4 separate regions of the Mus musculus genome follow, and regions 2, 3 and 4 are each linked to region 1. The links are chromatin contacts, called in public ChIA-PET, Hi-C and HiChIP or PLAC-seq maps. All regions are on one chromosome and are shown on one strand. The core of a region is the stretch at or near the end of the contact, and the rest is flanking DNA. Distances in the headings are between cores, read along the strand shown.

Region 1 (5,589 bases), core at 1,403-3,902:
AACTTAGAGGAGACATGACTGAATGAAGAGAAGAAATAAGGAAAGGATGTGACTGCTCCTCAGTATGGAGGGGGAGAAAGTAGATAAAAGGGAGAGTGTTAGCATTTTGTCTAAGCTCTGCCCCATAGTTACCTGGCAACAGCCAGGTGTGCCTGACTCACTATAAAAGGGGCTGCTTGCCCCTCCTCTCTCTCTCTTGCCCTCTTGCTCTTGCTTTCCTGCTTTTCATTCCTGCTCTCTCCCCATTTCCTTTCCCCCTCTTTCTCCATGTGCTCATGGCTTGCCTCTCCTCCTCCTCCTCCTCCTCCTCTTCCTTTCCTCTCCTCTCCTCTCCTCTCCCCTCCTCTCCCCTCCTCTCCCCTCCTCTCCCCTCCTCTCCCCTCCTCTCCCCTTCCCTCCCCTCTCCTCTCCTCTCCGCTCCTCTTTTCTCCCCTCCTCTCCGCTCCTCTTTTCTCCGCTCATCTCCTCTCTCCTCTCCCCCTTTCTCTGCCTCTGCTACCCTCTTGACCCCTCTCCCCATGCCCTGAATAAACTCTATTCTATACTATCCCGTGTGTGGCTGGTCCCATAGAACATATTTCCCCTGTCTTTGTCTTTTTATAAATACATCAGAGAGTGTGGGTAAAGGCAGGACCATCCAGAGTGGACATGACTAGACCAAGCTGGACCATGTGGGGAGAAGGGGGGGACCATGTACAGCTGTCAGGAGTCCAAAGGTACAAAAGGAACTGGGACTCTGGGTTTAGGGCTGGAGAGATGTCTCAGTGGTTAAGAGCACTGACTGCTCTTCCAGAGGTCCCGAGTTCAATTCCCAGTGACCACATGGTGGCTCACAACCATTTGTAATGAGATCTGATGCCCTCTTCTAGTGTGTCTGAAGACAGCGACAGTGTACTCATATACATAAAAATAAATAAATCCTTTTAAAAGAAAAAGTCTGGGTTCTATAGGGAAGATCCTGTAGTGGAAGGGTAGCCCACCCTCTAGGCTGCAGAGTTCAGGGTAGAGAGAGGGGTGTGCCAGCCATAGCCTGTCAGGTAGGAACTGGGGGTGGCTGGGAAAAAAACAGGCTGCCGGGTTAGCTTTGATATGTTAATATGCATCTCAGCAGGGAGTCCCAGTTCGAAACTTAATAACAATTAAGGAAAGGTGCAGCTATAAGCCAAGGGATACCAGGGTCTTTGGATATCACTGGAAGCTAGAACAAGACTTGGAAGAATTCTCCCCTTGATGCTTCAAAGGTGAATGGCAGAATTGATATAACCCATTCCAGACGTTCAGCCTCAGGAAGGGAGAGGAAGTGGGTTCTACAGTGAAAATGAACTCAGTTTGTGGTAATGGCAGAGAAACCCTAGAAACAAGCCCAGTGGAAACAGGGAAGACGCTCTTGGTATTAATCTTAGTGGAAATCAGCTCTATTGGCGGGTAACGTGCTGTGCTCAAATACCTTAAAACATCTCGAAACACCCATACTGTACTAACATTTAAGTTATCAACTAACAATAAGTTATGACAATAACTAGCATGAGTGGGTTTTAGTATGATTAGTTGTCATAGAGCATCCAATGTAAAAAGGCTCAAAGAGAACATAGTTGACTAATTAGTAGTAGTAGTAGTAGTAGTAGTAGTAGTAGTAGTAGTAGTAGTAGAAGAGGTAATTTGAATCATTTGCCCCGTTTGGCAAGCTATATTTTCTGCTGATTGCAATGTTCATTGGCAGAACCCCTCCACAGGTTTAACAGTAAACTAAAGAGGCCTTTAAAATATGCGCCATACCCATCACCTGTTCCTGAAGATTTCCTTGAGAACTTCAGCGGTAAATAGAAAACTTTCAGCTGCCGAAGAGTTTTAGCACAGGGTAGCTAGCAGGTGACGCTGATGACAGTCGCTCGGTTTCTGTAACTCTAGAGTGGATACTAGTCACCACCGGAGCATAGGGGTGGGGAGCGGGCAGCGGTGCCTTTGAAACAGATCACAGGGGACCAGGTCCAGGAGGCTGGTATGTAAAGAAATTTCCAGGGTTTTCCAGTGTTCAGCCAAGGCGTCCAGAAAAAGTGCCCTAGGGCAGGCTAAGGAAAAAGAAGCACTGCAAACGATTTTGTAAACGAATATTTCTCGAGACAGTTTTCTCAGATTTTTTTTTTTCTTTCTTTTTAGACCAGGCTGGCCTCGAACTCACAGGGGTTCGTCTGCCTCTGCCTCCCTGGTGCCGGCCTCGCCTAGATTTTTGTTCACATAACCAAACGTTTATGTGCGGTACGACCCCATCTCTGAGAATACGAGCAAGGCTCGAAATTTAAACTGTTTCTGAGAATCCTGTTTTCATTGGTATTTACAAGAAATGAGCCGTCAAGGATGCTCTATCAGACCAGTTAGCATCTAAGACCTAGTTTCCAAATTATAACTTAGGCAATATTGACTGGGCAGGTTTGGCGCCACCCTGTCACCCAAGGATCGCTTCTGAGGGCTTTAAGGGCAATTAACGGCGGTCTCTACATCACTCAGGCAGGGAAGGACCACTCGGACAGCTCAGAGACCACGCGGCCCCGCCCTCCACGGCGCCCCGCCCCCTTCCGGACACGGCGCCCCGCCCACTCGCGTCTCCGGAACCTCCGCTCGGCCAGCGTCGTCGGTCTGTCGGCCCTGTGTCTCCGTTCCGCTCGTCTGACTTAGGCACTGTTTTTGTTTGCGACGCTGTCGCGGAAGGGTGCGCTTTACGGCCGCGGGAGGACGCAGCGAGTCGGCGCCTTGGGCCTCTCGGCCGGGAAGCGGGGTAGGCGGGCGAGGTTGATGCCCGGCGGCGGGGCGAGCACGGCGTCTGGCCGGCTTCTCTCCTCAGCGGATCCCAGAGGGGCGCGGGAGGCAGCGGCGTTCCGGAGCGGCCCGGCGGGCTCGAGCGGAGGCCGAGGCGGAGCAGGCGGCCCTGGGCCAGGGATTGGAGGCCCCGCGGGCAGGATGAGCCTGACCCCGAAGGAGCTCTCGAGCCTGCTGAGCATCATCTCGGAGGAGGCGGGCGGCGGCAGCACCTTCGAGGGCCTGTCCACCGCCTTCCACCACTACTTCAGCAAGGCCGACCACTTCCGCCTGGGCTCGGTGCTGGTGATGCTGCTGCAGCAGCCGGACCTGCTGCCTAGCGCGGCGCAGCGCCTCACGGCGCTCTACCTGCTCTGGGAGATGTACCGCACCGAGCCGCTCGCCGCCAACCCGTTCGCGGCCAGCTTCGCGCACCTGCTCAACCCGGCGCCGCCCGCCCGCGGCGGCCAGGAGCCCGACCGGCCCCCGCTCTCAGGTACGTCCCGCAGCCAGCCGTGCGGGCGCAGCCAGCTGTTCTGGGGTGGGGGTGGGAGGGGGGTCGTCAGCTAGGGACATTCAGCCTCCTTGGAGGGGATCGACCCTCCCTCCTTTTCCATACTTTCTTTCCCTAAAATAGGGGAGAGATAGAAGTTGCAAGTTTTGTTTTTTTGGTTTTTTTTTTTTTTCAAATTCACTACACTCCAGATGATCCCTCCCAATCGAAAAAGCCAACACATCGTACAAGCCCACAAACGGGCTGGACATATTTTAGTATGCCAGATACGGTTCATTCTTGATTGTAAGGTCCTGAGGTATGCGAAGTTACAGCCAATGGCACTGAGTTTACCCCCTTTTTAAGCCTCCGAGTAAAGAAGTCGGTATTAAGAACCTGAGGTTGAAGTCCACATCACCACAATATCTAAAGTCTTTGCAGCCAACTCCTTGGTTAGCTGTAATGTCGCGTGAGGAGAGGATGAAGTCGTTTCTAATTAACCATTCAAAGATGCATGTGTCCTGGGCAGTATTGTGGAATGTTTGCTTTTGCAGCATTGCTAAGATCAGGCATAGATTACACCTGAGGATGCGCCCCTAAATTTGGTGCTGTGGATGGAACCCAGGGTCACTTCCTCTATACCATGAGCCTCGTCCAGGACTCTGGGACAGCTGTACCACTCACAGGCTGACATACATGTACATATGTACATATATATAGATATAGAGATAGAGATAGAGATATAGATATACACACACATATACATATATATATAATTTTTAAAGTATGTTTAAATTTGTAGGAATCTAAGTATTTGATAACAAAAAGTTCTCAACAGCTATTAAAACCTTACGTTTCATTGACATTTCCATAGATCACAGAATCTCAAGCGATATATTTGTTTATGGATTACTATGTGTACTAAGTGTGAATATTCAATCAGCTGGAACTCAGTTACATTTAGATCATAAGAATAGCTCCACGTGGCAAGTAGCAAAGTTTCCAGTTAACTTTTAAAGTTAAATTTTAAAACTTTACCAGTACCCATTGGCGAGAAACCGGCATGCATTCTTATTTGCAGGGTTCCTGCCTCCTATAACTCCACCAGAAAAGTTTTTCCTCTCCCAGCTCATGCTGGCACCCCCAAGGGAACTGTTCAAAAAGACACCTCGCCAGATTGCCTTGATGGACGTTGGAAACATGGGACAGTCTGTGGACATTAGCGGCCTTCAGTTAGCCCTGGCAGGTGAGGGAGGGCCAGTGATTGGGACATTCTTGTCGGTTCTTGAGATCCCCTGCTTAAAATCAACAAGTTTTTTCTTTTAAATTTACATTTCTGCTGTTTTTGTTTGATCCTCTCCCATCCTGCCCTGCCCTGTCCTTTCCCTGTCTCCCTGTCTGCCACCCCCTCTTTTGTTTGTTTGTTTTGAGACCAGGTTTCTTTGTGTAGCCTTGGCTGTCCTGGAAGAGCTGGGTAGAGCATGCTGGCCTCTAACTGAGCTCTTACTGGCTGACTCTGAGTACTCAGGCACGCAGCCCCAGGCCAGGCCCGCTCCAGTCCCCATCCCAGATCACACCCTTGTACCCCAGCACCTCCTCCACTCTCTTTTCTGTTTCCTTATTCTGTGCTTCTGATTGACACCCAGCCTGGTCTCTGCCCCGCACCTCCCTCCCTGCCATCCACCTCACTCCATGTTCTCTTTTGGAGTTATTTTAATATTATTATTGTTTGGTTTATAGGGATTAAAGATATTTACTTTGAACTCCTGATCTGTTCACGATGTTCTCAATTTTAAAATGTTCTGTGCCACCCTGCCCCTCCCCCTGCCCCCCAGGCTGGCCTTGGGTTCTTGACTCTCGTCTCCGCCTTCCAGGTGCTGGCATTACAAGGTCTAGCTTAAATGCTTTGAATGCTTCTTGTCTGAATCTGTTCCAGAGCGTCAGTCTGAGCTGCCAACCCAGAGCAAAGCCAGCTTCCCAAGCATCCTCAGTGACCCAGACCCGGACTCGTCCAACTCTGGATTTGACAGCTCAGTTGCCTCTCGGATCACAGAGTCTTTAGTCAGTGGCCCAAAGCCACCTATTGAAAGTAGGTATATGGGGCTTAGTTCATGTTCTCAGGGTTGTACTCTAGCAGCACTCGGGAATTCTACGTTTCTTACAGTACCTGATGACAGACTAACTGCCTTGCTGTCTAGAATATAGCAGACACAGACACCAGCTAGTTATACACTAGGATGTTTATTGCTTATTTGATGTACACCCCCCCACACACACACACACACATGCCTGCAGATAAAAAT
Region 2 (5,589 bases), core at 2,173-4,672, 450 kb after region 1:
TTGAATTATTTAAATATGTATTACAGACTCATTTTTCTACTCCTTAATACATACATAAAAATTGAAACACTTTTCACCATTATCAGAATAATATCATGCTTAAGTAAATAAAAGCGATCTAATCCCTAGGGCTGGAGAGATAATAATGTCCTAGCAAGATTTGTTTTGTTTTTGTTTTTGTTTTTTACCTGAAGGATGCTTTTATTCCATTTGTATGACTGTCCAGAAATACAACTAGGCATCTGGAACATTCTCTTTTGTTTTTGCAGAGTGACCTCTGGTCCTGTGGCATCACAGCCATCGAGATGGCTGAAGGGGCCCCCCGTGAGTATCTTCCTTCCTTCTGAGCTCATTTGTTCTGTATAAAGTGATTGCCTGTAAGAACCCAAGGACACTGGGCAGAACCAGGCATGGCTGAGTGATTGGATGAGAAACCCACCATCGGGGCGGCTGCAGGTGCCCAGGGGTCTCTCAGTAACCAGTTTCCCTTTTGGAGTGCCCTGGGTCTGCAGCCTATTCATGTGCAACATCTGAAATTAATAAGAGCTCTTTTTTCTTTGCATTTGAAGAATACTGACTGAAAGGGGTCCCTCATCTTTGAAATTCTATTTATTTTGAGTTTACAAATGGAGATGCTGCCTTTTATTTACGGGGTTTTCTGTGAAGATTTGAGTTTGTTTTTCCTTGGGTTAATTCAGTAGATCGATCAGTCATAAAATTGATCTTTGATTGGAGTTGTGATAGAAGTGTAGAAAAAAATAAGGAAAACACTCTCGGCGTTTCTCCTGGCCTGCTAAGGAAGGTGTGTCCAGACACTGTATGCTGCCTCGTACAGAGTTGTGAAGAAATAGTTGCCGAAAGACTGAAACGGTCCTGACAGTTAAGAATCAGTTACTGTGCAGAAGTGGGTGTCCACCGCGAGTACTGTGTCCCTCGTGTTTCCTTATATGGTATTGAGACAGGGACATAGTGCTGGGTCATTTGTCCTAGTTTCCCTTCACTGGGATAGTGGTGTCAGCTGGTCTGGTCCCCATTCCTAGCTGCCTTACCAGTATACTGTAAGCATGTGCCTCATCTGCTGTGCCAGGCCAGTGTGTACGTCTGCAGACAGACAGTAACTGCACAGGGGTCAGCACCTCCAGTCACAGACAGCAGTGTGTGGGGGCTCCGAATGTGCGCGCTGCGTTTAAGCATTGCTTCCTTTTGAAGCACCGAAGGCCTTTACCAAGCTGTTCTGATCCTTAGACCAACCTTATAAACACGGCCGTTTTCATTATAATTTTAAAGGTGATTTAAACACTTAAATTTTTCTCCTTTTGAATTTGAGTTTATATTTATCTTTGATTTATGAAAACTTTGCAGTGTCAATTTGAAGTTGTGTATTTTTGGTCTGCTTCTATTTTATTGTTTTTTAAATGGTAAAATTCAAGTTATGGCCTAGGGTTTATAACTAGATATCTTAGCTGCTTGGCATATTTGTGGCAATTATTTGTGAATGAAGTTGTTTGTACATGAACCCCAGTGGTCAGGAGAGTAAGCCTTACTGACACCGCCATCTCCTTTCCCAGCTCTCTGTGACATGCATCCAATGAGAGCGCTGTTTCTCATCCCCAGAAACCCTCCTCCCAGGCTGAAGTCAAAAAAATGGTAAGCCCCACCTCCCCCTCCCTTCCCCCACTCTGTCGGTCCCTCTCCCCCTTCCCCCCTTTTCTATGCCTTTCTTTTCTTTTCTCCCTACCTCTCTATAGTTTCATTTTGTTCAGGAATAAAATTCTGGCCACCCTAACTTCGGTACTACAAAGTCAGCAGCCTTCAACAGTCTAAGGCACATGAGTTCTTCCTGTTGTTCTTGATTCATCGGATTTCATTTAGTCGCTAATAGCAAGCAACTCCGAAAGCCCCATAATATGAAGAAAAGGCTATGTTTAACGTTTAAGAGTTAAACATCTTTGAAGTGTAATATGTTGCAGAACATTCTTCTTCTAAAATGGCAAAGATGTGTTAAAGTCCTTTGATAACACATTTTAACATTGATGAAGGGTGTCTGGGGCCATCGGCCATGTTTGCAGGCCCTGACTACAGCAGGAGGACCATTTGAACATAGGAGTTAAAAGCATTCTGGGTAATAGAGCAAGATCCTGTTGGGGGTTAGGGTGGGTTGCAGCTATAGTTGTGATGTTTTATAAAGTGTACCAACCAGTGGCAGGGCTGAGTCTTCCACCCCACCCCCATCGTGCACACACAAAGTAAAACCTGTCATTTCTGCCTTTGTCCACTAAACTCTGGGACCTGATGAATCGAGCTCAAGCCAGTGTAAGGCTGGCTGAAGCATCCATCCGTAGATGCCCTGCGTTTGCCAACAGAGGCAGGCCCCTTGCTCATCTCTGTTTGTTATGAGACTTATGGTCATCTGTGCACCTCCCTGACCCCCACGTTAGTGAAGGCCTTTCTCTGTTCCTGTGCCTCTGCTTGTTCCATGATTTAATGGTTAGTGAGTAGTAGTAGACTTAAACTCTGTTCCTTTAAACCTGGCTGCTTTTATCGCTCTGTATGATAATGTTGTTTGTGGTGCACTGCAGGTGTGACCACAGTGACACTGCTGAGTGCTGCAGGACATTGTTAGTGTGCACTGCAGGTGTGGTGACAGTGACACTGCTGACTGCTGCAGTACATTGTTAGTGTGCACTGCAGGTGTGGTCCCAGTGACACTGCTGACTGCTGCAGTACATTGTTAGTATGCACTGCAGGTGTGACCACAGTGACACTGCTGACTGCTGCAGTACATTGTTAGTGTGCACTGCAGGTGTGACCACAGTGACACTGCTGACTGCTGCAGTACATTGTTAGTGTGCACTGCAGGTGTGGTCCCAGTGACACTGCTGACTGCTGCAGTACATTGTTAGTGTGCACTGCAGGTTTGGTCACAGAATGGTTTTCAGGCTCGTCACCAGTATTTTTGAGCTTAACTTTGGTGATAGAAGTTTGATGATATGTTTCACTTTCTCTTACAGGTCAAAGAAATTTTTCAGCTTTATAGAAGGCTGTCTGGTGAAGAATTACATGCAGCGGCCCTCTACAGAGCAACTTTTAAAACACCCTTTCATAAGGGATCAGCCCAATGAAAGGCAGGTTCGAATCCAGCTTAAGGATCACATAGACCGGACCAGAAAGAAGAGAGGCGAGAAAGGTATGAAGGCTCCTTTAAGTTTGCCTTCCTACCATAGCGTTAAGGGGCCCTAGACTGTGTTAAAGCAGCAGGCTTCATTCTGACAGTTTAAGTACTGCTGCTGCTGCTGAGCTGCACTCCTTCCCCTGTGCTCTTCCTCCCTAGCACCCTCTTTCCTCTTCCTGTCTCGTGGCCCTGGGCTTTCCTGCACACTTGCACAGCAAGAGCAAGACCACTGGATGCTAACACTCCTCAACAGCCCGCCTCCCCTCTCGTGATTTCCGCCTGGTTTTATGTCATATACCGCACACTGACACCCGGGTAAACCGTGTGAAACACACCTCGTTTCCCTGAGGTTGATTTGACTACACAGTCTTCAGTTTCATATGTATGTTTTAGATTACTTTTTTAAGCACAGGAAGATTTTGCTATGTAGTGTCATTTTCAAGTGGCATAATGACTTCATGGTCGGTTCTGCCTCAGATTTATTCCTGGACAGTTGTTTCTTTCTCAGTGAGTTTGTGGTTGTCATATAGGAAAGCTACTGAGTTTTGTATGTTAATTCTGTATCCTGCAGGGTCTTTAAGTGTCTGAGATTAGCAATACTTTGAGTTCTTTCTTGTCTTTATACCTTTTACGTATTACTGTTTAGTTGGGTGGGACTTGAAACACTGTATCAAATAAGTGTCTAGTTCTAGGTTTTAGAGAATATATTCACTATTCCCCATCTAGTACAGTGTTGTTTATAGGTTTGCCTTTACTATAGCCATTACTGTTAGAAGTATATCTGTAGGTTTTGTGCTCCTTCTTTCTTGGGGACTTTTTTTTTAAGTAGGGCCTCACTATAACGTAAGCTGCAGATTCACAGCGATTCTTCCGTCTTATCCTCCCCTCTGCTGGGTGTGTACCACGAGTCAGAAGTTTTCTCCTCTTTTTTTTTTTTTTTTTTTTTTTTTTTGGTTTTTCGAGACAGGGTTTTTCTGTATAGCCCTGGCTGTCCTGGAACTCACTTTGTAGACCAGGCTGGCCTCAAACTCAGAAATCTGCCTGCCTCTGCCTCCCGAGTGCTGGGATTAAAGGCGTGTGCCACCACGCCCGGCTCAAGTTTTCTCCTTTTGAGCTCTGTCCTTGAGTTTATTTACACCATGTATTAAAATTGGGGGGTGTGGGCTGCCACAGTTCTGCATCCTCGAGATAAAGCCATTTTGGTTGTGTCTTTATATGATCTTGAATATGGCTTTCAAGTATTTTGTTGAGAATATAAGAAACCCAATGTTCCTTAGAGAAATTGGCCTTTGATGTTCTTTTATTCCGTCTTTATTGGGTTTGCTGGTAGGTCATCTTGGCTTCATAGGATGAGTCTGGTAGCGTCTTCCCCTTCTTCTTCGTGGAGTGGTGAGAGTGTTGGTGTCCGGTCATCCTCAACAATTTGGCACAACCTGCCCTGCATCTGTCCCGCCTTACACTTCTTAACCCCATCCCAGTCTCAGTGCTCATATCTTACAGATTTCATTGTGGTAAACTGCAGACATTTAGAATCTTGTTCATTTTTTTTCACTTGCCAACCTTTGGAATATAAGTTTTCAGAGCATTTTCTAAGGATCTTTTGGGTTTCATTGGCTCTATGGTAACAATTTGATTTTTATCTTTATGATACTAGTATAACTTGGAGTTAGTCAATCTTATTGATCTTTTCAGAGAGCTGGATGTGGTGACTACTTTTGTGTGACCCCTCTCCCCGAGTCTGCCTCGGTGCTTTCTTCGCTGCTCTTTATTTCTTGACATGAGCTGCGTTTGCTTTAGCTTCTTGATTTCTCTAGACCAGTATTTGAGATCTCTGAATTTTTAACACATCTGCTATTTCTGTCATCTATGTATCGATATCTGTTTATATTTGTCAGTGTAATACTTTCTTGAGTGTGACTATGCTGATGCTGTTGAGTTTTTTGGTTTTCTTGTTTTTTGTATACACTTCCTCAGATTTTATCAGTGGAGAATGACCAGCTCTTCTGTAGGGAGTGTAGCCAGCTCAGAATTCCTGACCTTTGACGGGAGGTCAGACACGCTTCTCCCCATGCCGTTTTCACAAGTTGCATCTTGGTTTTGGTCATTCTGACTCTGGGGATGCTTGTCTACACGGGCATCTGTGAGGATCTGAGCTCTCCTGTTTCTCTCGGCCTTGTTTTTCAGATGAGACGGAGTACGAGTACAGCGGGAGCGAGGAGGAGGAGGAGGAAGTGCCTGAGCAGGAGGGAGAGCCAAGGTACAGACGGCAGCCAGCCCAGGCTTCCCCGATGCCTGCCCACACTCTGTGAGGCTTTCGTGGAGCAGTGGACAGCACTGGCTTGCTTCCTGTCTGCCATTTTTCTCACCCCATGACAGATCTCTGTGAACAATTTCCCAAACTCTTGCCTCGTTTTTAG
Region 3 (5,589 bases), core at 2,289-4,788, 310 kb after region 1:
TGAGCAGCTGGCTGTAAGAATCTGGATGAGTGATAACCACAGGAGTTATCTTATGAAAGCCTGACAACCCTTGAGCAGGGAACAGGACACGCGTTGGGGGAAGCACATGACCCGAGCAGGGAGGTGGGGTGGTCCAGAGAGGACTTAACTCGGAGGGAGTCAGTCTCTGATTGGAGCAGAACTTCCATTGTCTCTGAGGTTGAAACAAGGGCAAACCCAGGGGTGCTTAGAGGCACACGTCACTGGTTCCCCCAGAATCCACACTGGACAGTGCAGCGCAGGACAAAGTTCAGCGTTCAACGTACAAGAGCAGTTCTGAACACTGGTCGCGACCCCTCTGGGGATCAGAAGACACAGACATTTGCACCATGATTCCTAACAGTAGCAAACTTACAGTTATGAGGTAGCCGCACAATTTTATGATGGGGAGGGGGGTGGGTCACTACTCTATGAGGAACTGTACTGAAGGGTCGCAGCGTTAGGAAGGGTGGGAAGCACTGGGCTAGAGCGTGGTGTAGAAACCCGGGAACTTGGCACTTTATTCCTTCGGAAATTCCAAAAGAAAACTAAGGAGAGGAGGCAAGGCTTCGTGGTAAGTTCTAAGTAGTTACACTTTAAGTGAAGACAAGAGAAAAGCGTTTTCTCAATGTAAGAAAAGCAAGTTATTCCTTTGCTTAAAATTCATCGTCTGAAATGGGAGGAGCTTCTAAGTGTGAACACTTCCTCTTATGGTCGCTTGGCCACACCCCTGTGGGGTGGAGAAAACACCTTTGGAGCCCAGCTGCTCATCTCCTGATTGCTAGGAAGCAGAGACATAGATAGAACCGGCCAGGGCAAAATCTAGCCTCCAGGGGGAGACCCCAGTGAGCTACCCTCTCCAAGGAGGCCCCGCCTCTAACTTCACATCACCTCCCAGCGCACCTCCCAGCGCACCTCCCAGCCACTATTTTGTTACACAGCCTTCAGTGGACCCACTCATTGATTAGGTCAAAGCTTCACGGTCCAATCATCTTTCAATAACTGGTTCCAACAGCTGGAGACCAAAACCTTCAACACGTGAATCTTTGGGACCACTTGATGCCTAACCTATAGCCTTCCCATTGCATTGGGAATAAAATTTGAACTCTTCACCAAAACCCCACCGAAAGCCGACTCTCAGCCCTCCTCTTTAACCTTTAGGTGTTTTGTTTTGTTTTGTTTTGTTTTGTTTTGTTTTGTTTTGTTTTGTTTTGTTTTGTTTTGTTTCAGGACATGTACACTCCAAGAAGGCCTGGATTCATCCTCCTTAAATGTTGCCTGGGCAGAGACCCTCTCAGCCAGCACCTTGGTTACTATTACAGAATACTTGGTGTATTTTGCTTTGTAGCGCTTACCTGCAACGCTGTAGCTGTCCTTAACCCCGTATTGTGTATACTGTTGGCCTAGATAAGGCTGGAGACAATATCCAGGAGAGAGAAGTACCAGAGGGCCCCTAGGAAGAAGAGAGAATAGTAAATAGGTTTGTCTGAGAGGGTCTGAATAGTTAAGCTGACAGGTTTGTGTGAAAACTGGGTAGGGTAGTGGCCAGTGGAGGCTTTCCCAGGCCCGCAAGGATGGTTGTGCTGCTCGGTGATCCTGGTTTTCCATGGGGAGGGACCAGAATAGAAGGGCTTTTCACTTCCTGGGAGCCTCTGGGGTTTGCCACAAGCCTGTCTGTCAGCATGCAGAAGCCGACTACATCAGCTCAGGGAGGGCTTGGCGGCAGGTGTCAGCTGCAGGCCCTGTGGGCACGAATGAAGTCAGAGGAGGAGAGATAGGCCTTCAGGCAGCAAGGGAGGAGCTCCCTGAGGGAAGAGCTGACCAGGTTGAGTGTGATGTGAGCTCAAAACAGATCCAGGGAAGTGGTCCAAAGGGCAAGGTTGTGATGGAAGATGTGGGAGTGGGTGCTTGGCTCCTAAGATGGACTCCTTAGAAGTTCCCACTGGAGGTGGCCAGTGTGGTAGAGGTGTAATGGAGGCAGAGGCAGGTAGGTATCTGTGAGTTAGAGGCCTGCCTGGTCTACAAAGGGTGTTCCAGGATAGCCAGGGCTACACAGAGAAACCCTGCCTTGAAAACAAGGAGGAGGAGGAAGAGAAGAAGGAAGAAGAGGAGGAGGAGGAGGAGAAGAAGAAGTTGTTCTCACAAGCTCTCTAGTACCTGATCGCAGATGGGTGTTGGGTGGATTACAGAAATTCTTGACTTTCCAAGTGACCTCTTCTATGAACTTTACAACTATGAACTCAATTGTGCCCCCAAGAAAACCCTTAATTACTAACCCCACACCTCCCCTTCCCCATTTTTCAAAGAGAGAGCCCAAAACACGGGGGTGGGATAAATAACTTTCCCACACATAAGAGCCATCAGAAGTATGGGGATTTGAACCCAGGCAGTGTGGGCCCAGAGTCCACAGCTCTTAACACCATGCTGCCTTAACATTCCAAACCTTTCTCTGGCTTTTTAAAAAAATACCTTTTAGATTTATTAATGTATTGGAGGATGGGGAATGTGTGTCATGACATGTGTGGAGGTCCGAGGACAACTGGAGGGTAAAGTCCAGGTCATCAGGGTTGGTGGCCAATGCTCAAATCCACTGAATCATCTTGTCAGCCCCTGGCTCTTCTTGGATGGCAAACCATTTGAAGCTTCCACACTTCAGGGATCAGGATGGTGGCTCTGGATGCAAACGACACGGAGTGAGTCAAACTCCTCTCCTCTCCCGTTTGGTTAAGGCAATAGTGTGGTCTTGCTTCCTTTTGGCCTCTGCCATTTTCCCTCAAGAATTGCTTTACCACAGGCCAGGGAAACTTCCAAGCTTCAGGTGTCTCCCTTTCAGTTTCTGGAGTCAGGATGCCAGCATAGACCATCCAGAGTTGCCCCTGCTCCCAGCAGGGACAGGGATTCTGATGCCAGAGGCCACTGGAGTCATTTGGGCAAAGGTGGTCCACACAGCCAGTTGCCATCCACACAGATGTGTACAGGACAATCCTCTGTGCGCGCGCTCACACACACACACACACACTCACACACACACACACACACACACACACAAGCTTCTTAACTGGAGTCTAATCAGGGCCTGACTTGTTCGGAGCCCAGCAAAGCAACACCCTTGGTGACAGACAGACCACACCCATCTCTTTATGACTGTGAGTTTCGGAAAGAACCGACTTTTACTGTTATCAAACCACGATGCTTTGCCACAGAGTCGATAATCAACACGTATGTCTCCATTGGCATTCATCTTCAAACCCAAGCGAGCTTTGTTGAAGGTCTGCAGTAAAGAAAAACAATCACGATAGGCAGCCCACTGTGTCTTTCACAAAAGCGAGCTAGATTTCTGTGGCTAATAAATTCTCAGAGTGGGCAACTATGGAGTGTACTTTAGTCACTTCACATGCAAATAACACCATTGGTCTTTGAGATAAGTCATGTTTTTACTATTTTGACCTATAAATATGTTGAAAACATCAGCTTGTCATTGGGCTGGCTTTTCTGAAAGCCTACCGGAACTTTCTCCACTTCAGAAATGATACACTTTAGGGTGGTACTTCCTATTTCAGAAACCACAAAAATCCCCCTCCCGGCCCCTCCAAACACCTTGGCAACCTGAGTGTTGCTGAGTTTTTTTTTTTTGTTTGTTTTTTTTTTTTGTTTTGTTTTTTGTTTTTTTGAGACAGGGTTTCTCTGTATAGCCCTGGCTGTCCTGGAACTCACTTTGTAGACCAGGCTGACCTCGAACTCAGAAATCTGTCTGTCTCTGCCTCCCAAGTGCTGGGATTAAAGGCGTGCACCACCACTGCCCGGCCTGAGTGTTGCTGTTAACACTCAACACCAGACTTTGGGATGCACTAAGGAAGTGCCAGGGACTCTGTGACACTGAGGGAGACAGATGCCCCAGGGCTGTTTGTCTTTACTGGAAAGTTCTGTATTCAGATCCTCCTGGTAGGGTCTGTTGCAATAAACGTCTATCTGGAAAGCATATTGTTGCCTCATGATAAGACCCGAGAGAAATCTGTCTGCTGTCTCATTAATGTAACATTAACTCAAGGCTGGAGTGATGGCCCAGCAGGTGAGGATGTGTGTGCAAATGTGAGTACTGGGCTTTGGATTCTATATAAAAAGCCTGATTGATGTGGCCACCCATGAGCCTGTACCGCAGCACTGTTGTGGGCAGAGACAGGAGGATCATGGGACTTGCCGACCTCTAGAGTAGCTCCAGGTTCAGTGAGAGTCTGCACCTCGAGGGAATAAGGTAGAGAGACAGCAAAACATCTGCCCTCCTCTGGGCTCTGTGCAGGTGCACAAGTGTGCGTGCTTGCACACCTGTGCAAACACGCATGCATGCATGCATGGATACACACATGCCCAGAGAGAGAGAGAGAGATACACAGACACAAATGAGCACACACAAGAGAGACAGACAGACAGACACATACATGAGAGACAAACAGACAGACACACACAAGAGAGAGAGACAGAGAGAGAGAGAGAGAGAGAGGCACACAGACACTACCCACTCTGGTCTTTGGCTGGTGGACTAATTTCACCAGCTAACCAATTCTTGCCTGATAATTCCACTCATTCTTAGCAACAAGTGGTAAGCCAGACCTCCTCCATGAAGAAACACTTGCTCCCTCATGAGAGCCCAGGCTTCAGGCGTTTCTTTTGTCCTGTGTCCAAGCTGATTAGTCTTAGCTGGAAGTCTGACTTAATAATGCTTTAGAAGGGATACCTAGGCAGAACCATCTGGGTGCAAATCCTCTCTTCATGGCAGTCTAAGCAGGGCCTTCGGCTTCTCTGCATCTCCTTCTTCATCCACTGCAGACAATCACCGAGTTGTGTTCACGGTATCTCCTAAATATCACTCAACACATCTGCCTCAGCCTCCACCACCCTTAGCTTCATCGCAGTCTCCTAGATGCCCCCATAATAATAGAAGTCTTTATTTAAAAAAAAAAAATCACAAATTATAGCTGGGTGTGGTAAAACAGGCCCATAGCTTCCTCACTCCAGAGGTTGAGGCAGGAAGATGGCCTCAAGTTCAAGACCAATTTAAACTCTATATCCAGATTCTCTCTCAAAAGGGAACAAACAAATGGAAATTATGTAACAGCCTTGTCTGGCTTAGACACCATCAGCTCCGTTCATCACCACCTCTTGGTTAGCCTGAAGCCCCACTCCCCTTCATGCCTGACACTCCCCACCTTTCCAGGTTTGTGTCCTGAACTCCAGCATGCATCAGCTACCTCCAAACCCTATCCCAGTGTAAAAGCAGCTCTTCCCCTCCCAGGCCTGGGTCTCTGCATTCCTTCCAAGAATTCTCTCTTCACTCTTCACTTAATTCTTGAATTTCACCTCCAGTGGCTCCCTCCAGCTTTCAGTCATCACCCCACGTAATATGGGGACTGTGGATGGAAACGATCTATGAGGTTCAAATAATTTTGTGGGGCTTATTATTGTTCATGATTCAATTGATAATCTATTACTGTACCCACTTTATTAATTAAACTTTGGGGCTGGAGAGATAGCTCAGCGGCTAAGAGTACAGCTCTGTAAGAGAGTCCGAATCAG
Region 4 (5,589 bases), core at 1,156-3,655, 280 kb before region 1:
TGTGTGTGTCCTGTGGAAGTAAGTGCAGGTGCCCACAAGAAGGAGTCAGATCTCTCTAAGAACTCTTTCCAGGTGCTCTCCCATGGTCCCCTGTCTGCCACCTAGAGGCCACCCCGAGCTGCTCAGGCTGGACCTGGAGCAGGCCTTGCTTCCTCATGGTTCATGCCCATGGATGAGCAAGGCTGTTATGCTGACCCACTTTTGCTGTGTGCCCACAGCAGGCTAAGCCTGTCTGGCCTTGCTCCGAGGCACCAGGCGGAGTAAGTTGCCTTCTGACCAGTGTAGACGGCTGTCTCTGGGGTGTCTGAATCTGTCTGTTATGTCTAAAGGACAACCTCCAGGCACCTCGGGGAAGCCGGAACATGGATCTAGTCGTAGGGTCTCCCTTGCCCCGCATTCAGCCTGTGTCCCAGCAGCCCTGTGTTAGGACCCATTCTTGCTGGTAACCAAAAGCTGGGCTTTTCTCCCAAGGTTTTAAAGACAGATTCCAACACGTAAGCTACAACCTGCGGACACCTTCCCTGAGCACTATGAGCCTCAGCTGCTTGTTGAGCCTCCTAGAGGGCAGGAAATGTCCTGTCCTTGAGGGGTTGCCACCAAGTAAAAGGGTCTTGGGTGTCTAATGCCAAGGAAAGGGAGATTTAGAGATACCAGAGACAGAGGCCCAGCAGAGGATGATGGGAGTGCCACTCGAAGATTGACAGCTTGTCAATCGGGGCTTTGGGTGCTACAACATGATCTGTGTCTCCTGAACTATGGGGCTGTGTTGATTGATGTATATCTCATCCCTCCTTCACTCCACACATGCATGCTTGCTTCTTCTATTTCTAGCGGTTATTTCTATTTCTTCTTCTATGTCAGATCGTGGACCGTGGGCCTAGAACATCATCTCTTGGTTGCTCTGGTTGGATTAGATTCAGGATCTGATGGCTATGCTTAAATAAGCTGATACGTATGAAAACCATAAGCTAAACCAGAGCTTTAGCCATGGCTGGTCTCACCAGCACCTATGTTCATATATAGCCATGAGCCTTGAGAAAGGTATCCTGGGCCTAAGACTTCTGGTTCTGAAACATGCCAGGGCTAAGAGGATTTTGCAAGCAAAAGTGCATTTATCTCATGAATGAGGACCTGAACCTCAGCATTTGAGGGACAGGGTGGGGGTGGGGGGAGGCAGAGCTAGGTAGAGCCCCAGAGCTTGCTGGCCAGCCAGCCTAGCCAATCAGTCAGCTCCAGGTTCAGTGAGAGATCCTGCCTCACGCACGGTAAGCTAGAAGGAAAAGGAGGTGGCTCAGCAATAAAAACACTTGCCCACCCGAGCCTAGCAGCCTGGGTTCAATCCCTAAGATCCATAGTGGAAGGAGAGCGCTAACTCCCAAAGTGGCCCTCCAACGTCCAAATGCTGCGGTATACACATGCCGACTTTGACCTCTGGCCTCTGCTGTGTATGCAAGGTCAAGAACACTTGCACATATACACATGGAGGAGGTGGAGGGAGGAAAAAGAAAGCCTCTGTCCTGCTTGCAAACCCTCACAGGGGATGCTGGGCCTCTCCTTTGACCAGCCATGCCCTAGGTCCAGGCCAGGCTTACTTCACACTCGACCATAGGGAAGCATAGCAAAAATGGTCTTGTTCTGTGGTCAGGAGAGGAGCAGGGCAGCCATAGTGGGTTCCTAGCCTGGATGCACCACTACACTAAACTGTGCAGGGCCGAATAAGAAGGACCTTGTGAGGGGCCAGAGCCTTGAGGACATCTGGATAGGACTGTCGGTACAATTTCAGTTCCTTCATGACATCAGGCCAAGAGACAAGGAGTAGCTAACCACACAAATTGACCGGAGAGTTCCCAACACACCCTGTTTTCTCATGACCAGGACATTTGAACAAGCTGTGCCAGCCAGCCCTTATGCACTCAGCTGAACTGTACGAGAGCCAACTGAGGACAGACAGGGAGGTTTAACCTCACGGATACCTTTTAAAAGGAAGTATAACAAATCACAGTCCTGTGAAGCAAGAAAACCTCTTGCTGCTGCTGCTGCTGCTGCTGCTGCTGATGCTGATGCTGATGCTGCTGCTGATGCTGATGCTGATGCTGTCTTAGATATTCCCCTCGCGAGCTTCCTGTAGCCTGGGAGCTCTGCTCAGACCTGGTGTGATCAGAGGCAGTGGGCAGTGTTCAGGCAGACAAGACACTACCTGAACTCTAAATGAAAGAAGTAAAGGTGTGGCAAGGGAGAGGAGGAGGAGGACTCAGTGCTAACTGCTGATGCTCGGTCCGTCTTGGTGTGTGGCATCAGATAGACCGGACTGGATTCCAGATAGCCTGTTTCTAGCCACTGTCTTATAGGAGAGGAGAGGATCCTAGTGGTGTGTCCTCTTGTCTGTGGAAGGCAAGTCGTAACCACATCAGTTACTGATGACATCATCAGACCCGGGATCCAGCAAAAGCCACCACAAGACCAGAGGAGGAGAGGTTGAAGGCATTCAAACCTAAATCCAGCTCACACTCACACTAACTCTCCTGCCTCCACCAGCCAGTGGTTCACGTGAAACATCCCACGTCTTGGTTAAACGTTATAGGAAACTCTGATGTTAATCCCCGACACCATACCCCAGTGTCCAAACTAGTTTGATTTCTGTGCCCGAGAACATCTTGTTTCTCTTTTGCTCCCTTCGAAGCCTTAAGCCCATTTAGGATGACGTTTTCCAGACTCAGCGGGATCTCCTGGAACACAGCTACCTGGAGAGAGAAACAGGGCCCCACACCACACAGAGACCCTTTGGGTTTGTCTTTGGCAGTGGCTCCCAACAAAGACTGTGTGTGACTCAGCCACAAGAGTGACTCATAAGCCTCCTGCCCCTCTTACTGATTTCACTAGGCATCCATTGTCCACACCCTGGCCACATACTGTCACTCAGGACGGACCACAGTGTGGCTTGAACTCTCGTAAAAGGGGCCGCCCAGAGGGAATCTTCAGGGATGGAGAAGTAGATGACAAAGATTACAGGAACCTTGTGGACTGTTACAATGGTCCTTCCGCCCAGATACTGCAGCCATTTGTAGGTTGGAAAGGCTTGTCTGACCAAAGGTATCATTGTAAGTTGATTTAATAACACATTTTCTAACTTTCTCCATTCATTCCTTCATGAACTATGTCATCATTTCCCTGAACAATGAATCACCATGCCCTTGGAAGAAGGCAACTAACTATAAAAGAAAAATCAGAGTCACAAAAGGCAGATGAAGCCCCAGCCTTGGCCTTGTAGATGCTTGTGGCAGAGTTTCTGGTAGTCGGGGGAGCTCTGTGGGGGTCTGGTCATGGGCTCACCCTGGGCTCTCTGTGAAACCATGGGAAAAGCTCTTGAGATGTGGCTTCTTGTGGCCAGCGCTGGATTCAACCAGAGTTGCCATCAAATCTGTCAGACTGGCTCTTCCCCAATTGGGGAATGTGCCAGAACTTGAGAATTCCATAATTGAAGGGAAGCTAGGGATTGTGGAGGCAGCTGCTGCCTCTCTGGTTTTTTATTGCCTGTTTGTCGAGGAAGAATCACAAGGTAGAAGTCACTTCCTACTTTCCCCCAAATGATGAGGGGGAACATCTCCAGTTCATTAGCACCTGTCCTTCAAAGCCTTTTTATAACAGAAAAAATAATGAGAAAAAATGCTGTCCATCTCCGGACCTGAGGCCCCTCATCAGGGCCTCCTGGCAGGACAGAAGGTACATTCACTGTTCACGAGAGATAAACCCAGCCAGTGGGGAGATGTGTGTGCTTACTGTCCCCTGTTTTGATTTCAACTTGTTCTTGTTTTCCGAGTTTTGATTTTCTTCCTTTGAACAAACTAAACTCACCATGTTTTGTTGGTTTAGTAGAGAGGAGAATTGGGATTTTCCAGCTAACTTGGGACCTGTAATTCAAACCACCTCCCAGCCAATTTGAAAACATCACGGTTTTATTTTGTGAAAACATCGGCCTTGCAGCACAATAGGCTTAAGGAGGTCATTTCACGGAACACTCATGATGACACAGAGCGATGCACTGGGCCTATAAAGATGCTACAGAAAGTTCAAAATGGCTCTAGAGATAATTTACCACCGGCACACACTGCTTGGCCCTCAGCCTACTTTAATAAATAAAGTTTTATTGGAACACAGCCGTGTACCTAATGTATATGTGGTCAATGCCTGGTTGAACACGGCAGTTAGTGTTAAGCAGTCACACAAAGACTATAGAGTTTGCTCCAAAACTATTTACCAGCTACCAAAACCAGCTTTAATTAAAAAAAAAAATACTGTTCCCATGGCTTCGTTTTAAAGGATTTATAAGGATTTCTTTTGTTTTAATAAATAAGATCACAGGCCCGTGACTTGGACAGGATTACAGGCTGATAAGAAAAATCCTTGATCACAAAGGTTGGAGGAATCCTTCTTCTTCTGGGTCACGAGGGAATAAGATGTGTTTTGACTATAAATAAAGTTCATACATTGTTTGTGAGGTTCTCAGGGAATTGCAGGTGTTATAGCTGAGAGGCACAGGTTAAGCCCAGAGGTCATATGTATCTTGGCCATAACATGGCTTATTGTTTTTTAATTTCTTTACTTGAGCATATTCTAATAGAAGAATTGACACTGTCTTTGTGTTGGGCAGTCTTTACAGAAAAATCTTTTCACTACTCTCCAACTCTTAGCCCTCAGAAGGTGGGAGACTTCATCTGCATTACCAGGATCCCGACCATCTCCACTCGGCTGCAGATTCTTGTAATCTCTGTTGTAATGAGTTGACTGGGACAAACGGAGTAGATATTGCACAAAGAGGGTCTATTAAAGAGTGCAGAAATGCTCTCAGGGTGAGAGAGTGGCCAGTGAGGAAAAGTCTCTAACAGAGGAGTACAGATGATAGCCAGAGACCACTGTATTGGCCTAACTTTAGGCAGAGTTTATGCTTATCCTTAAGAATCTCAACAATTATAGGAGCCATCAGTAGCACGCAGCCCACACAATCAGCTGAGCAAGGCTCGTAGGGGGCTCACAGAGACTGAACCGACAGTCGGGGAGCCTGTATGGGTCTGAGCCAGATCCTCTGCAAGTATGTGATGGCTGTGTACCTCGGTGTTCTTGTGGGACTTCTAAAGTGGGGGCTGGGAGGTGTCTCTCACTCTTTGCCTGCTCTTGGGACCCTTTTCATCCCACTGGATTGCCTCATCTGGTCTTGATACGAGGGTTTGTGCCTGCTCTTATTGTAGTTTATTGTATCATGTTCAGACGATATCCTTGGGAGGACTGCTCTTTTCTGAAGGAAAATGAAGGAGGGGTGGATATCGGAGAGAGGGTAGGTAGGGAGGGGCTGGGAGGAGGGAAGGGAAGGGAGCCCATAGTCAGGATGTAATGTGTGAGAGAAGAATGAAGACATAAATAAATAACAAAAACAAAACAAACACAAACTCAGCCGTCCTCCTGATCTTGGGCACCAAGAAACTCATGCCTGCTCCTGGTCTGTCACCAATAAAAAGAACTTAAAACAAAACAAACAAACAAGCAAAAGAATCCAGAACAAGAAAGCTTTCCTGGGAATTTGATTTGGATTAACTC

What was found. A called contact is a pair of places that touch in the nucleus more often than the background predicts. ChIA-PET counts read pairs in DNA pulled down with a chosen protein or histone mark. HiChIP or PLAC-seq counts read pairs in DNA pulled down with a chosen protein or histone mark.
Region 2: a Hi-C map of CD8 T cells shows a contact between it and region 1, with 1.9 times the contacts expected there. The contact joins the enhancer-like site here to the promoter of Cnot11 in region 1. A contact is called at or near these places in 3 of 39 promoter capture datasets (the C10 cell line, cranial neural crest and embryonic stem cells), 2 of 15 datasets of contacts at CTCF or cohesin (large pre-B cells and pro-B cells), 12 of 484 Hi-C or Micro-C datasets (B cells, the Ba/F3 cell line, CD4 T cells and 7 more), 10 of 115 datasets of contacts at active chromatin or transcription factors (the 230-238 cell line, the NIH/3T3 cell line, bone marrow-derived macrophages and 7 more) and 4 of 9 other capture datasets (adipose tissue, embryonic stem cells, liver and 1 more).
Region 3: an RNA polymerase II ChIA-PET map of memory CD8 T cells shows a contact between it and region 1, with 8 read pairs. The contact joins the enhancer-like site here to the promoter of Cnot11 in region 1. A contact is called at or near these places in 1 of 39 promoter capture datasets (liver), 3 of 115 datasets of contacts at active chromatin or transcription factors (memory CD8 T cells, pro-B cells and thymic regulatory T cells) and 1 of 9 other capture datasets (adipose tissue).
Region 4: an H3K4me3 HiChIP or PLAC-seq map of bone marrow-derived macrophages shows a contact between it and region 1, with 2.7 times the contacts expected there. The contact joins the enhancer-like site here to the promoter of Cnot11 in region 1. A contact is called at or near these places in 2 of 39 promoter capture datasets (embryonic stem cells and hippocampal neurons), 3 of 484 Hi-C or Micro-C datasets (B cells, the G1E-ER4 cell line and adipose-derived mesenchymal stem cells) and 3 of 115 datasets of contacts at active chromatin or transcription factors (bone marrow-derived macrophages and embryonic stem cells).

Annotation. Positions count from the first base shown.
Region 1 is chr1:39,533,049-39,538,637 of GRCm38.p6, forward strand. It overlaps Cnot11 (CCR4-NOT transcription complex, subunit 11), which reads left to right and starts at 2,653. Exons shown (of 7, transcript NM_028043.3): 1 at 2,653-3,289; 2 at 4,368-4,532; 3 at 5,223-5,375. The coding sequence starts at 2,791.
Region 2 is chr1:39,983,614-39,989,202 of GRCm38.p6, forward strand. Map4k4 (mitogen-activated protein kinase kinase kinase kinase 4) reads left to right here. Exons shown (of 32, transcript NM_001252200.1): 8 at 270-324; 9 at 1,569-1,647; 10 at 3,012-3,187; 11 at 5,357-5,429. Among named protein-coding and RNA genes, the nearest start is that of Map4k4, 85 kb to the left of the region's middle. Within about 2 kb of position 3,423, at least 16 of the 459 cell types and tissues checked have an H3K27ac peak or open chromatin away from gene starts, as enhancers often do. A contact at or near this core is called in CD8 T cells, DN3 thymocytes and bone marrow-derived macrophages, where this site is marked.
Region 3 is chr1:39,839,268-39,844,856 of GRCm38.p6, forward strand. 1700066B17Rik (RIKEN cDNA 1700066B17 gene) reads right to left here. Exons shown (of 5, transcript NR_040465.1): 4 at 4,751-4,836; 5 at 3,161-3,289. Among named protein-coding and RNA genes, the nearest start is that of 1700066B17Rik, 5.3 kb to the right of the region's middle. Within about 2 kb of position 3,539, at least 38 of the 459 cell types and tissues checked have an H3K27ac peak or open chromatin away from gene starts, as enhancers often do. A contact at or near this core is called in memory CD8 T cells and thymic regulatory T cells, where this site is marked.
Region 4 is chr1:39,253,831-39,259,419 of GRCm38.p6, forward strand. The region is part of intron 1 of Npas2 (neuronal PAS domain protein 2); the gene reads left to right. Among named protein-coding and RNA genes, the nearest start is that of Npas2, 62 kb to the left of the region's middle. Within about 2 kb of position 2,406, at least 70 of the 459 cell types and tissues checked have an H3K27ac peak or open chromatin away from gene starts, as enhancers often do. A contact at or near this core is called in adipose-derived mesenchymal stem cells and bone marrow-derived macrophages, where this site is marked.